Regions from separate parts of the Pan troglodytes genome. Here all the other regions are linked to region 2. Evidence: chromatin contacts called from public HiChIP or PLAC-seq data. All regions are on one chromosome and are shown on one strand. The core of a region is the stretch at or near the end of the contact, and the rest is flanking DNA. Distances in the headings are between cores, read along the strand shown.

Region 1 (3,177 bases), core at 671-3,170, 270 kb after region 2:
TACTTCCTCTCAGGTTTAAAATCTATCAAGAACGACAACTCAATGTCTCCTGCATTTTTAGCTTATGTTAATACTTATGTATTTTTAGCTACTGGTAAGTGGATATAAAACATATAGCGTATCACTAGAGACTGAAAAATATCTGAAAAACTAGAATTGGCTGTGCGCGGTGGCTCACGCCTGTAATCCCAGCACTTTGTCAGGCCGAGGCGGGCGGATCACAAGGTCAAGAGATCGAGACCATCCTGGCCAACATGGTGAAACCCAATCTCTACTAAAAATACAAAAAATTAGCAGGGCGTGGTGGCGCACGCCTGTAGCTATTCGGGAGGCTGAGGCAGGAGCATCGCTTGAACCCGGGAGGCGGAGGTTGCAGTGAGCGAAGATCGCCCATCGCACTCCAGCCTGGCAACAGAGTGAGACTCCGTCTCAAAAAAAAACCCACAAAAAACAAACAACAAAAAACCAAAAAAAAAAAAAACCACAAAAAACTAGAATCATGAAAATCATCTGTTTGAGCAAATCCTTTTACAGATTAGATGTACGCTGTACCCCAGTTTGTTAAAGTACTATAAAGTACTTTACAATAACAATAAACTATACGTGAGACATTGGAAGCAATTATCCCTAAAGTCTATTCCAGCTCTAAGATTTGGGTTTTTTACAATAACAATAAACTATACGTTAGACGTTGGAAGCAATTATCCCTAAAGTCTATTCCAGCTCTAAGATTTGGGTATTTTACAATAACCAAACATTGTCCTCTTGACTGGCCAATCTGTTTACAGTTAGGTGTTATGTCTATTCAATACCATATCTGTCACATCAAGCACAAGACAAATCATCTAATACTATCTGCAGTATGATAAATGACAGCTTGGTGCTAACTTTTAAGCAGGTAGCTCCCGCTGAAGTAACCTTTCAACAGAATGCTTAAAGCACGAATACCGGCAAAAATAAGATTCCATAACAGTCTTATTATTTTTACACAATCTTTGATGCAACTCAGAGCGTATCCTTTAGCACCTTCTCTTTTCCCTCAACTTTAAGATGGGGCTGAAGTTCTATTCACTTTCATTTTTTTAAAGCCACACTCTTCTTATCTAGATCTGAATTTCAGAATAAAAAGATGAATACTTTAAGACTGAAAATCCATAGCAAGGGCAAAGGAAAGTACTGTTGTATAATGAAAACCGCAAACTGCAAGGGGCTCAGAAGATAACGGGCGTTCATTTCTAACCTGTGCAATCACCTAGAACAAATCGTGTGGTTCTGGTCTATAAAACCATTCTTTGTCGCTCAAAAGACCACAAATACAAGCACCCTTTCGCAGAAACCCTCAAACTGACTGCCAGGGAGATTACGTAACCAAACATCGCCAAAGACTTATCTAACTTGTACAGCGGCAGCCTGTTTGACCTCATTCATACAGAGAAGCGATCACATTAAGATCCAGCACTTGTTTCTACATTTCCAAGCCGGATTCTGCCGTCCTCCTCCTTCTAAGACGGGCGGTGCAGCGTCACAAGCGTCGGGACAGATCTGTCCGGCTCGGAACAGACTTCGCGCTCTACCCGGCCAGGCCCAGCTCTCACCCGGGGACCCGTGTCGGGCTCCGCAGCTGGGACATGGCGCCCCCCGGCGGGCGGCGAGGGGCTCGGCCGGACGAAGCCCAGACACCCGCAAACTCCCGACTCCACAGGTAGCGGCGCGGACGCCAGGGCCTCCGCGCTCTGCTCCCCTAGGCCCCGTGCCCCCGGCCCACCCGGCCGCCCTTACCATGTTCTCGGCGCCGACTCCGCCTCCGCTCGGCCGCGCGCCCTCCCGCTGCCGACCCGCGCCGCCGCCGCCGCTCTCGCAGCACCGACCGCCGCCGCCGGAGCCGGACAATACCCCGTGCCCGCCTCGCGCTGCTGTGGCCAATGCCCGCTTGTCTTGCTGGTTCGAACCCCAGCGGCTGTTCAATCGCGCGCCTCCTTCTAGCCAGACCCCGCCCCCCCGGCACCGCCTTCCTAACGGCTGTTTGTTTTTGCACACGGCACGCGGAGGCGGGCCTCCAGCCCCAATAGTGACGCGCTCTCTGCCTTTCACCAGGCGCCCAAGCCTGACGAACAGAAAGGCAAACCAATGAGATTGGACGCCTCGCAGACGAAAGCCAATAAAAATATCGCCCGCGAGCAAGGGAGGCGGGCCACTGGGAAGGACAGCAAAATTAGCTAATAAGGTGAAGCGATTGCAGGCGCTGTGGCTTTCCCGCCCATTCGCGGCGTTGGTTTTCCCGCTTATGAGACTTGTTTGGGGAGGTAAAGAGTGTTGGACGTGCTTCTCCTGGTGGGTTTTCACAGACTGTGAGGATTTATTCGTCTTAGAACGTGTGGATCAGGAGGGCGCTGGGTTTCAAGGTTAGGCAGGCCTCATGCTCAGCCGTATTCTGGCGGACTGACTACTCTGACGTCCTCTCAGCGCGGACCCTGACAAGGTCCGCGGCAGGCTGAGGCGGGAGAATCGCTTGAACCCCGGAGGCGGAGGTTGCAGTGAGCCGAGATCGCGCCACTGCACTCCAGCTGGGCGACGCATCGTCTCAAAACAAACAAACAAAAACAAAAGCTATCAATTGGCTACATATTGTTATTTGTATGACAAATTCTTTTTCCTTTTTTAGAGATGGAGTCCTGGGACTACAGGCGCGCGCCCCAATGCCCAGCTAACTTTTGTATTTTTAATAGAGACGGGGTTTCTCCGTGTTGGTCAGGCTGGTCTCGAACTCCTGACCTCAGGTGATCTGCCCGCCTTTGCCTCCCAAAGTACTGGGATTACAGGCGTGAGCCACCGCGCCCGGCATGTATTACAAATTCTAAGAACACGAAGATAATGGGGCCGGCTTGGTGGCGCGAACCTGTAGCCTCACCTACTGTCAAGACTGAGACAGGAGGATCTCTTGAGCCCAGGAGGTCGAGGCTGCAGTGAGTCATGATCGCACCACTGCACTCCAGCTTGGGAGACAGATTATACCCTGTCTAAAAATAATAATAATAAAAAAAGGTAATGGATGAGGCCGATAGTCAGGAATGAAATGACTTTAAACAATTGGGTATGCATGGGATTGGGTATGTGTGTATGTGGGGGCAGAGGGTGGGCATAACCGAAGTCCCATACTCATGTCCCTCTAGGCCTAAT
Region 2 (3,088 bases), core at 255-2,754:
TCCAGCTCCAAGGGCCGCTAATTGTAGTAACTGGCTTCCAGCCACCCCGCTCTCGTCCCAACTCCTACTCACAGATGTTTCCACTAGGAATCACACCCACCTCTGCCTTACCAGAGGAGACTCTTGAGCTCTTCTTCAAAGCCAAAGGAAAAAAGAAGATCAGCTTCGTCCACCACCAAAAGCTCCAGGGAGTCACGAAGTTTCAGGCTGTCTTGCTGCAAGTGGCTTAATATGCGAGATGGGGTCCCCACTACCACATCTGGCTTCTCCATCAGCACAGCTCTGCAGGTGGACAAGACATCAGTATCAGGCAGAATGTAGCAGCTGGGATCTCACCCTGGATTTGCTCTCTTTTTTGCCACACACAAACCCAACCCCACAACACTGTGTAGCTTCATTCAGGTACAGCTTTGCTGCTTTTACCCACCTCTGAGAGACTGAGTCTTCAGCAGCTGAGACATTGGCCACTCGGACATCCCGAGCACAGTAGGTAGCCAGCTGCTGAATCATGGACTGTGCTTGCCGTGCCAGCTCCTTGGTAGGAACAAGAACAAGGCCTCTCACTGCCTGTTCTACCACCGGACCTGTCTGTAAGAATATGAATTAAAGACTTTAGCCAGCAGTGCACATCACTGTGTCCACGTGTCTCTACCCCTTCCAGCCTACCTGACCCATCTGCTGCAACACTACTCAGCAGTACTTTGATCATCTATCACTCTGCCCGCCTCAGAATGCAGAGTGGAGAGTTCTTTCCCCAGGCACTGACCCTCAAAAAGAATAACGTACTCTGATGTTTATGAAGCTACTTTAAATATACTAGTTATGAAGCTAAATTCTCACAATAATTCTGTAAGTAGAAAAGATAGATGTGCTCCCTTTTTATGTAAGAAAGAAAAGAAAGTGCTGTGTCGAAGATTACGCAAAGGTTGGTGGTAGCAGGGCCGGACAAGGATCCAGGTAACCTGAACTCCAGCCCAGAGTGTTTGCCACAACAGCACCAGGTTCTCAGGCCGGCCTGCACGGGTACAGGGCCAAGAGAAAACCTCAGACAAACGGGAACCGCCCTTCCCAGGCTTTTGGAGCTTGCCTCCTTCCTCCCCTCAGCTCTCTCGTTACCCACCGCCTTCCTATGGAGCAACAGCTGCAGCATCGGAATAGCATAAGCGGCCGTCTTCCCGGAGCCCGTGCGGGCCCGAGCCAGGAGGTCCTTCCCTTCTAGGGCCAGTGGGATGGCCTTCTCCTGGATCAGCGTAGGTCGCGACCAGCCCAGATCGGTGACAGCCTAGGAGACCAGGAGTGCGGTTTAAGCGGCGTGAAGAGTGATGGCGCGCCCCGCAGAGCCCGTAAGCCGGCTTCCCAGCCCTCGCGTGTACCTGAAGGAGCCGGGGATCGAGGCCCATGTGTTCGAAGCCCAGTGCTTCAGAGTCCTCCATGGCGCTGCTCAGTAGCGCAGCACGCACGCACTGCAGGAAAAACGCCACCGACGCGAGGGGGAGCAAAGCAACAACCAATCGGCTTCGGAGACGAAGTCACTTCCCGGAAGTGCTGGCACCTAGGCTTCCGGTACTCGGACGGAGCTCTGCGACTGCGCAGTCCCTGGGACTGGGTCTAGTAGGAGGCGGTGGAGCGGCCGTACTGGGGTCGACGGGGTACTTTGGACTACAGAGCCGCTCCACTGGCTCTTCCGGCGTTCCCGGACGCCGCTGACACACCTGATTCTCGCGACCTGCAGGAGAAGCCTCGGCCGGGGCCGAGGGCCGAGGTCGTGACGGGCATGACCGTCTCTCTGCTTGGTTAGGGTTAGTGTCCCGCCGGGCACATCACCCTATGAATGGAGCCACTGAGATAGACTGGGCTGAGGAGAACCGGTTGGAATAATGAGCCATGGCAGCAACTGCCTGAGAGAGAGGACCGGCGGGTTGCTGTAGGGCTCCCTAACCGGACTGCCTGTCAGTCACCTGCACAGCTTGGTTGCTGTTCTTTGTGTCCCAAATCTGACTCGGGTCACCAGTTAAGACCCGTGTCAGACTTCTGACCTACAGACTTGCGTCGTTTTAAGCCAGTAAATTTGTGGTAATTTGTTACAGTAGCAATAGGAAAATAATACAGGTGAGGACTAAGAATCCTAATCACAAATCTTTTTTTTTTTTTTTTTTTTTTTTGAGACATGGTCTTGACTGTCACCCAGGCTGGCGCGATCTCAGGCTCAAGTGGTCCTCCCACCTCAGTCTCCTGGAAAGCTAAGACTACAGGCATGCACCACCACGTCCAGTTAGCGTGTATGTATGTATGTACGTACGTGTGTGTGTGTGTATGTGTATATCTGTATCTCCTTCTCCCCTCCCCCCTCCCCTTCTCTTCTTTTCTTTCTAGATGGGGTTTCGCCACGTTGCCCAGGACGGTTTTGAACTCCTGGGGCCAAGCGATCTGCCTTCCTCGGCCTCCCAAAGTGCTGGGATTGCAGGTGCGAGCCACTGCTCCTGGCCCGTAAGTCTTTCAGTGTAGAAGAGGGAAGCAGAAGAGGTCAAAGTGGTGCCATGTGAGAGCTCAACCCACCCTTGCTGGAGGAAGGGAGCCAGAGCCAAGCTGGAAAAGGCAAGGAAACAACCTTTGTGATTACATTAGGCCTATCCAGATGATCCAGGATAATTTATTTTACAGTCATCTGATTAGCAATTTAATTCTCTTCTGTCATGTTAGGTAACATATTCATATGTTTCAGAGTGGTAGGCCATTATTCTGCCTACCATACCACCCAACACAAATCTACATTAAGACTATATCTGAGTGTTGCACAGGAATCTATGTCAACAAGCTTCCAGGATGATCCTGTGCATCCTATCTGATGCAGCCCAGCATCTGAGTACCAGAGACTAGCATCTGGCTGTTAGGTTAGGAGAGATCAGCTCATGCACCAACAGGTAGTCATGCTGGGACCAAATGATGAAGATAGGTACAACTAGTCCCAGTGAGAGCTGGGGAATTGGGCTGGGATAATAGAGGATGTTAAGAATGGAGTGTGCCCTCAACCCCAGAACTTTTTTTTCTTTTTTTGTGGTAAGGAGGGAGAAGGCTGTTTGGTAAGGAT
Region 3 (3,313 bases), core at 573-3,072, 510 kb before region 2:
TCTGGGCGAGGCCTTGCTGCACCCATGCATCCCGGGCCCATTTGTCAGCCCTTGCTCTTCAGTGGGAGCCCAGCTACAAGCCCAGAGTCTGGCCACTCCATAGTCCTGCACCCCTCTTTTAATTGGTCTTTCCTTTGCCCAGAGATGGGCTCCAGAGGGAGATAGGTGGTGAAGCTCATGCAGGGATTCTGAGGACCTGATGGGGGAGGGCCCTGCGAGGGGTCCAAGCCTACATCAAAAGGGATTCAGTACCAGGCGGAGCTCCCCACCACCCCGGAAAAGGGAGAGGCCCAGAGATGGAGGTGGCTTGTCCAGGGCCCCACAGTAAGTTGGGATTTGGAGCCAGATGCTCTAAGCCCAGCCCTTCCGTTTCCTAGCTGGGTGTCCCTGGGCAGATGCCACCTTTGGAGCCTGCCCCGCCTCGGGACACAGCGAGCTTCGAGTGCGGTCAGCCCCTGTGGAGTGTGTCCCAGTTACACAGAAATGGGGAAAATTTCACAAAACTAAAAAATGGCTTCTCAGCCCTCCTTTTTCAGTGAATGATGTGGAGCCCCACGCCTAGAAAGCAGCCTGGTCCATGGGCGAGAGACTTTGCTGAGATGAGAAGCCAGCTGGGGCTGCTGCCCACCCACCCTGCCCAGGCTCCTGAAGGTGGCCTCACCTTCCAGGTGCTTGACAATGCCCCGCAGGCTGTTCCCGTGGGCTGCAATGAGCACTCGCTTGCCGGCCTTGATCTGGGGAACAATCTCCTCGTTCCAGAAGGGCAGGGCCCGGGCAATGGTGTCCTTGAGGCTCTCGCAGGTGGGGAGTTCCCCGGGCTTCAGGCCTGCGTACCGACGCTCCTGGGGGACACAGGCACGCTGCTTTCCCTCCCAAGCCAGTGGGCCCCCACCCGACTCCCCACTCTGCAGCTTCCCAGAGGCCTTCCCAGCGAAGGCAGCCCACCTTGCTAATGGAGTTGTAGTAGGGGTGCTTCTCGTCCATCGGGGGCGGCGGGATGTCGAAGGAGCGCCTCCAGATCTTCACCTGCTCCTCCCCGTGCTTGGCGGCCGTTTCTGCCTTGTTGAGGCCTGTGAGGCCCCCGTAATGCCGCTCATTGAGGCGCCAAGTGCGCACCACGGGCAGCCACATCTGGTCCGTGCCGTCCAGGATGGCCCAGAGGGTGCGGATGGCCCGCTTCAGCACTGACGTGTAGCAGATGTCAAACTCCATCTTGGCATCCTTGATGGCCTTGGCTCCCCGCTTGGCCTCCTCGGTCCCCTTTTCACTCAGCTCTGCATCGAACCAGCCACAGAAACGGTTCTCCTGGTTCCATGTGCTCTCGCCGTGCCGGACCATCACGAGGCGGTGAGTGGCCATGGTGGCAGCAGGGAACACAGAGGACTCTGGACGGGGACAGCTGCTTCCCAACACTCCCAGCTTTCTAATAGTGTCTTCCCAGCCCCCACCCACCCCAGCCAACTGCCAATCAGCATTCCAGGCGGTGGCAGTTGACCAGTAGCTGAGCTGCTGGGGGCTGGGGGCTGGGGGCCAGGGGAGTGTGCAGGCCAAGAAGCTGTGCTTAAAATAGCCCCACGCATCCACCAGCTCCTGGCCTGGGTTCAGGTGGCATGTCTATAACCAGCTGGCACCCAGAGCCCAGACTGAGTGGGGCTGCTGGTCAGGGATGGGCGTGAAGGGCAGAAGTCTGGGCCAGGGGAGATGGGGATAGCAGGGACAGAGGGGCTCTCCAGGGCAAGGCTCAGTGGCCTCATCAGCCATTCTCTGCTCAGACAGAGGCACAAACAAAATCCCAACCCCTTTCTCCTGTGATTGGCAGCCAGGCTAGGAGGGGGCCCTCAGCAGGCAGAGGAGGAGAGCCAGAGGAGCTGGTGCAGACCACAGCTTTGCGGAGAGGAGTCTGGCCTTGTGGAAGGTACCAGGCAGCAGCAGCAGAATGGGCAAGGGCTGGGGCTGAGCCGGGTTTCCAGGACAAAGGGGGAAAGGGCCCCTGTCTTTCCTCCGGGGTCCCTTTGTCAAGGTCTCATCCATACATGCCCCATGCTCCCACCCTATCTGCCCTCACCCAAGCCACGCTCACTCTCCTAGCTGAAACCACCTTGAAAAAGAGAAATCCAAGGGGGTTTGGGGGCAGGACTGAGGACTGTCAGAAGTCTTGATTGTTAGGTAAATGCTCAGCTTAGCAGGAACCCACAACGTAGGCTGAAGGGTGGCATGGAGTTGAGTCCAGGACCAAGACTTCTGCATTCAGGTTTGGGGGATGAGAGCCACCAGGGCAGGGAAGAGACTATGAGCAATAAAGTCACAATTGGGGCCCTAATGAAGGGGCCATGGCCAGACCCTTGGGCATGGGCCCCATCCAGGGCCTCCCACTTCCTCCCACCCCAGTGACCACACTGTCACCTGCGACACTTCTGATAACAGGAGCGGGTAGGTGAGAGGCCAGCAGAGGGACCACCACTCTGAGACTTGGATCTGAGTGTGCAAGAAACCCTTGACAGGCCTCCCTCCATCCCTGCTGGCCTACCTGGGGAGGGGCTCCTGGCTTGGGGCCTGTGAAGCTAAGGCTCTGTACCCAAAGGTTGGCAGACAAGTCCCAGTGGGCAAAGTCCTGTCGGCTGCCAGGACCCCCAAGGCTGGCAGGTGGAACCCATCCCTCCTAGCAGTGCCATGCGCAGGTCTCACTGTTCCACACTGATCCTGATTGAAGCCACATCTCCTCATCTGCGTTTGTCCCTTTGACCAAAAGAGTTGATTCACTAGCCCAACTAAACATGACTGAGGACCAGGCTCTGGCAGTCCCACAGGGGCCAGACATGAAGCCCATATTTCAGTGGAGGAGGGATCGTACCAGCAGCTAAACATGCCTACCGTAGATAGCACCAGATGCTAGGAAGGAAGGACCATAATGTACTGGGAGAGATGGGAAAGGAGAGGCCAGGGACAGCCCTGAGGTGACATGTGAGTGGAAAGAGCGGAGTGCAAAGGCCTCAGCTATGATGAGTCCTACAGGGAGAGCAATTCAGGTAGAGGGGTTGGCAAAGACCCAAGCCCTACAGAAAGCAAACAAGCTGGGGCAGCGACCATCAGGGGCACATGGCAGAGAGGTGGGCTTTGTGTCCCAACACAGTGGGAATCACTGGAGACTTTGAAGCATGGTCATATTTTCAAGTCACTTGCAGCTGTGTAGGAGTGGAAGTAGAAGGTGAGTACCCTGCAGGTCTCGGCAGCTTTGATGAGAACAAGGCCGCTTAGCCAGGGCCGGGTGCAGAAGCAGTGGCAAGGATCCCCCAGACCTGGGAGACCTCACTGC

What was found. HiChIP or PLAC-seq counts read pairs in DNA pulled down with a chosen protein or histone mark.
Region 1: an H3K4me3 HiChIP or PLAC-seq map of stem cell-derived excitatory neurons shows a contact between it and region 2, with 2.0 times the contacts expected there. The contact joins the promoter of H2AZ2 here to the promoter of DDX56 in region 2. A contact is called at or near these places in 1 of 7 Hi-C or Micro-C datasets (stem cell-derived neural progenitor cells) and 1 of 1 datasets of contacts at active chromatin or transcription factors (stem cell-derived excitatory neurons).
Region 3: a contact with region 2 is called in an H3K4me3 HiChIP or PLAC-seq map of stem cell-derived excitatory neurons, with 5 times the contacts expected there. The contact joins the promoter of PGAM2 here to the promoter of DDX56 in region 2. A contact is called at or near these places in 1 of 7 Hi-C or Micro-C datasets (stem cell-derived neural progenitor cells) and 1 of 1 datasets of contacts at active chromatin or transcription factors (stem cell-derived excitatory neurons).

Annotation. Positions count from the first base shown.
Region 1 is chr6:50,712,399-50,715,575 of NHGRI_mPanTro3-v2.0_pri, forward strand. H2AZ2 (H2A.Z variant histone 2) reads right to left here and starts at 1,921. Exons shown (of 5, transcript XM_016945308.4): 1 at 1,780-1,921. The coding sequence starts at 1,782.
Region 2 is chr6:50,438,254-50,441,341 of NHGRI_mPanTro3-v2.0_pri, forward strand. It overlaps DDX56 (DEAD-box helicase 56), which reads right to left and starts at 1,505. Exons shown (of 14, transcript XR_010158444.1): 1 at 1,374-1,505; 2 at 1,121-1,282; 3 at 428-588; 4 at 112-282. It overlaps TMED4 (transmembrane p24 trafficking protein 4), which reads right to left. Exons shown (of 5, transcript XM_063814206.1): 5 at 1,553-1,726. The coding sequence ends at 1,553.
Region 3 is chr6:49,928,778-49,932,090 of NHGRI_mPanTro3-v2.0_pri, forward strand. PGAM2 (phosphoglycerate mutase 2) reads right to left here and starts at 1,823. Exons shown (of 3, transcript XM_001143059.7): 1 at 946-1,823; 2 at 662-842. The coding sequence starts at 1,359. It overlaps LOC107975781 (a long non-coding RNA gene), which reads left to right and starts at 1,517. Exons shown (of 5, transcript XR_010158443.1): 1 at 1,517-1,605; 2 at 1,820-1,915; 3 at 3,131-3,205.